Regions from separate parts of the Danio rerio genome. Here region 1 is linked to region 2. A link is a contact called in public HiCAR-type data. All regions are on one chromosome and are shown on one strand. The core of a region is the stretch at or near the end of the contact, and the rest is flanking DNA. Distances in the headings are between cores, read along the strand shown.

The links. HiCAR-type assays count read pairs that join an accessible place to other places.
Region 1: a HiCAR-type map of caudal fin shows a contact between it and region 2, with 5 times the contacts expected there. The contact joins two enhancer-like sites.

Annotation. Positions count from the first base shown.
Region 1 is chr6:53,193,166-53,195,887 of GRCz12tu, forward strand. No RefSeq gene overlaps it. Among named protein-coding and RNA genes, the nearest start is that of mych, 98 kb to the left of the region's middle. Within about 2 kb of position 1,351, at least 52 of the 62 cell types and tissues checked have an H3K27ac peak or open chromatin away from gene starts, as enhancers often do. A contact at or near this core is called in caudal fin, where this site is marked.
Region 2 is chr6:53,076,400-53,079,099 of GRCz12tu, forward strand. No RefSeq gene overlaps it. Among named protein-coding and RNA genes, the nearest start is that of mych, 19 kb to the right of the region's middle. Within about 2 kb of position 1,387, at least 11 of the 62 cell types and tissues checked have an H3K27ac peak or open chromatin away from gene starts, as enhancers often do. A contact at or near this core is called in caudal fin, where this site is marked.

The DNA of each region.
Region 1 (2,722 bases), core at 101-2,600, 120 kb after region 2:
ACTAGCGACCTTCTTGCTGTGAGGCGACAGCACTACCTACTGCGCCACTGCGTCACCAGAGATTTATTAACTAATCCAATGAAACACATCAATGAAAAAATATATACAAGTTTGAAAATATCCAATTGTTTTTGTTATTTAACTAATTGCATTTCTCTAATTGTACTGCTCTTAATTACTACAATTCTAGCTTAAAGTGAGAAATATTAAAATGCACAGAATAAATCTAAATAAACGTAATAAATGTACAAATCTAAATAAATCAAAATATGTGTTTCAATTAATACAGTATATTGTAAACATACATAGTTTTTTTAAGTGGTCTCTAATTTTTTGTATGCACATACATATTCTCTCTAAATCTCCATCTCCATCCAGATGTTCTCTTTACTTTTCATCACAGCACCGCCATTCGAACCACAAAGCCCTTATACGGGTGTCTCTGTGGGCCACAGTAATGACAACTGTTAGACAGATCAAATGTCTCAGCCACGTAGCAGTACTTTGTAAAAAACAAAGAAGAGAAAAATTCAAATGGTATGTCAGATGTACAATTTTTAGTTCTGTCATTTTTTTAAAGGGTAGTGACGTTAGTTATTTGGAAGAGGAGGGTCTATGAAAGACACACCTGGGAGTTCACAAATGCAAAGCACACAGCGAGAGCGTGGTGGAGAAATGATGGAGCTATCAGTTATACACGGGTGGGATCGTGCAGATGGTGTAAAGGCATCTTTCGACTTGCATTCGTAATGTGAGAAGGGGGAGGTGGGCTTTTCTGGGTAAACGTAAGGGCTACTCGAGTTCTTCCACGGAAATGTGACACGTTGACTGTTGACTGTGCCAACGGTACCGCAGTGTGCTTCTGTTTGCAAAAGCCGATTGGCTTTGGAGATACAGCCTAAGCTGCAACCCCATTCATAGCGTCTCACAACTGGATTTACTACACAGTGAGCGAGAGGCCCATGCTGGCAGACTGAGTTTCTAACTCTCATCCCTAGTCTAAACACTTCTTTCTGGAATTCTGCAACACACAGAGTTCTGCTTTTTAGACTGGTTCTTTATATGCAACAGCATTGCAAGAAGTAATCGTCAGACAAGATGTGTGGTAAACTGCTTCTGACGAAACACTCAACGTAGCTTTCAAACGGAAAGGGACATAAAGAACACGCAGGACAATGCAGCCGGCACACTTTCTCATTCTAACCCCGCGCTTCGCTTTCTCTGAAGGAGTCTTTCTCTGAGGAATGTGCTTGGAAGTCTGCCAGTGTTTTTGCATAGTGCGGGAACAGGCCCTCCCTTTGTCAGAACTGTACGCCATTGTAGTATTCACTGCCAGCTGCCGCGCCGCCACACGATTGGCTGCCGTTTCGCGCGCTTCCCCTTCTCTCACAGCAGAGTAGCACAGAACAAAAGGTCAATGAGTGCTTTCTGAGGGAAGGAACCTCATGTGATACGCCATCGCTCTCTCTCTCACACATACACTCTCTCTGTAACACTTGTTCCAGAAGCATCTACAAATGAGCCAACTATGAAAAAGTTTTTTAGTCTCGGCCGTACAAAAACATACAGGTCAGATTTTTTACTTTTTATAGGAAAGAAACATAAAAAACTAAGACATCAGAAAGTATTGAAATAATGACAGGTAGAACTAACAAATAATAAAAACTCAGAACAATACATTGGTGGATAGAATAGTACAAAGAAAGAATGGATTCATTCATTGAACAGAGATTACATAAAAGATTGAAATAATGGCATAATAACTGATAATATGATGATAAACCTATGAATGAATGGGCAAAAGAATGGACTGATAAAAGAATAAACAGCAGAAACAACTGCAACAATGATGGGAAGATGGATGGATGGATGACTGGATAGATGGATGGATGGATGGTTGAAGGAATGGATGGATGGATCAATGGATGGATGGTTGGATAAATGAATGAATGAATGAATGAATGAATGAATGGATGGATGGATGGATGGATCGAAGGATGGATCGATGGATGGATGGATGAATGGATGAATGGATGATGGATGGATCAATGGATGGATGGATGGATAAATGAATGAATGAATGAATGAATGAATAGATGGATGGATGGATGGATGGATGGATGGATGGATGGATGGATGAATGAATGAATGGATGGATGGATGGATGGATGGATGGATGGATGGATTGATGGATGGATGAATTGATGGATGGAATTACTGGAACAAATAAAGGGAAGAAAGGGTAAATGAACAAAAAATGATGGATTGAAAAACTAAAAATTATCTAATCATGGATGGATGAATAGTTGGATGAATGGATGGATGGATGAATAGAAAAACAATAGAATGATTTAGCGGATGGATGGATGGATGGATGAATGAATGAAGGGATTTACTGGAACAAATGAAGGAAAGAAAAAGTAAACGAACAAAAAATGATGAAAGAAAGAAAGAAAGAAAGAAAGAACATATGTATAGCCAAAGCAATATGCAAACTGGATGGACAGACAGAGCAATAATTTCCTATATAAAATGAAAGACTGAAAGAATTCCATAACAAAGAATGATGCTGGATGAACAATAGACAGTATGGTGATAAAAGCGGAGAGCTAAAACATATGGACAGACCGATAAAACAAAATAATGACAGATTGAACAATATGCAGAACAGAGGACAATAGATAGACAGATCGAAAAAATACAGAATGACACATAAAATGCA
Region 2 (2,700 bases), core at 137-2,636:
TGGTGCATCTCCCTCCCCCCTGGTTTCATTTAATGACTTAATGGTCACCATTATAACATCATTTCTGGTTCTATTTGTCCTGCAAATAGGAACTCTAAAACGACATCCTGATGGCAACAGCTGAAACACAGAGTACAATGGGTGCATAGGATACTCTGAGCTCTCTTTAAAACACAATTATGGTAAGATACCATTAGACCAGCTTGGTTAAAACCGACAGTCTTGCCTGCCACCTTAACCAGGCTGCTTAGCCTGTTCTTACCTGACAGACTCAGATTACCGTACCAAGCTACAATGCAAAAAGATAAAACAGATTCAATAAATAGGTAATACAACAGAAGTTACAAACCTTAAACGATCTAAGTTTCCTCAGGAAAAACAGAACATTAATTCTGTTTCCGCTGCACCATGACTTTATATTCTATACTGTGCATTAGACTGTTCTGTTTATATTCTAATACTGTACATTAGTTCTGTTAAGTGACAAGACTTTGTCTAAACAAAGTCAGACCTTACTGTCCTAATAAAATGAATAAAAATCAAGGCATGATCATATTTTATTTTAGTTAAATAGACGTAATCTAGAGGCCTTTGCATTGCATAAAAGCCACTTCTGATACCAAATGTTCAACTAGAGATCAAGTTATTCATTTGATGTTCCTAAAACTTAGATAGGCACCAAGACTTTGTCAGGTAGTGTATAATGCATTTGGTTTGCTTCAGCCAAATAATGCAAAATGAGATGCTTAGGAGAAGTAAAGCTTCAAAAAATTACTATAAAAGCACTACAATAGAGGTCAAGTCCTGCAAGACCTTCACATGTGAAGTGTGATCAGCATTACATGGAAAACAGCAGCTACACAAACTTCTCCTTTCTTAAGTTCCACTGAATGTAAATTTGGCGCTGAACTTTTACTTTGACAAGTTGACAGCAGTGTGAGCCGTCTTGTGATTTCAAGGATCAAAAATTTGGAGCGCCACCAAGTTTGTCATGTAAGACGGCGGACAGTGAGACATTGTTTCTGAGAAGTGTGATGAATGGAGGCTTCAGTGAGGGCACGCGTGGCGTCAGATTGCGGGTCAGTTGTGGTCACCAACTGCATGCTAAGGGCGGCATCTGTGCCAGCTTCTACCCTAAATGGCCAGCAGGAAAAGATGTGCTCTACAGTGATCTGCTGATCCAGGGCCTGATCGTCTGTACCCGCTGCTACTCTCTCTTTCTGGGTATGCTCTAAATTTGGACGTACTACGATGATGCCCTCTCTCTTATTTCACGCCCCTTTAAATCAAGTTTCCCCCCTGCCGCATGTTTCCATTCAGGTCCTCCTGCCGCAGCGCTTTTCCTGCACACAGTTCTGTTTTATATCCTGCAGTTCCTAGAAAACATTCCGACGTAAAGTTCGAGGAAGAGGCTGAAAAACAGATCATCCCCTGTACGCCGCTCATGTGGGAGCCATGTGAATTTTCTCGGAGGCCCTTTTTATGGATTTGCTCAAACTTTTGGTCACATTAGGACATCTGAAGGGTTTTGAGAACTTTCATTTGGCTCGAAATGCTCAGGTTTAGGGTTTTTTACACAGATTATTGCCAGGTTATTGTCAAACTAAATCCTGCATTTGACCTGCAATTTAGAAGTGGTGTTAGTGGTCTTGAGGCTCTACTTTACTGGTGTTTGCTTCATATAGAGCGCGTTAGTGGTTGCTTTTTTTTAAAGAAAGTTTCTTCTGGAAGAAATTTTCTCTTTTATTTTCTCATAGGAGTTTTTTAGCCATGAACACAACCGACAAGCTATGAGATGAATTGCACCATTACAAACTATGATTTGAGTCAAAGTATATAAAACTGTTTAAAATAAGTACTTAATGGCAGAAGGAACTACAGTCCCATCAAGCTTTGTGAATGACATAACTACACCGGCCACTTTATTAGGTACACCTGTCCAACCAGATTTTATTTGACTCTTTTATGGAAAAAAGAGCAGTTGTGATTTTTAAAGATAATACACATCCCCTTCACTCAGCATTTGAATTGCTACCATCAGGACGCAGGTTTAGAATTCCTAAAGCACGAAGAAATGCCTATAAAAAGTCATTTATCCCAATGGCAGTTGTTGTTCTAAACCGGATTAATGTTTGTAGTGAATGAGGTGGTTACAAAGAATGATTTGCAGTATTGTGCATGGGGCTAATTTGGTTTTTAGACTTTTAACTTATGTTGTTGTCTTGATAAGTGTTATTGTGTCGTTGTTGTATGTTTGTAATTGTTGTCCTAAATCCAGTGTTGAAGAAAAATTTCCTTTCTGTGTCAAGCAGAACGGACAATAAAGTTTAAACTAAACTAAACTAAACCGCTTGTTAACGATATTTCTAATCAGACAATCACATGGCAGCAACTCAATGCATTTAGGCATGTAGACATGGTCAAGACAATCTGCTGCAGTTCAAACCGAGCATCAGAATGGGGAAGAAAGCTTGGTTGTTAGTGCCAGACGGGCTGGTCTGAGTAATTCAGAAACTGCTTATCTACTGTAATTTTCACACACAATCATGTCTAGGGTTACCAAAGAACGGTTCAAAAAAGAGAAAATATCCAGTGAGCGGCAGTTCTGTGGCGCTAATGCCTTGTTGATGCCAGAGGTCAGAGGAGAATGGCCAGACTGGTTCTAGTTGATAGAAAGGCAACAGTAACTCAAATAACCAC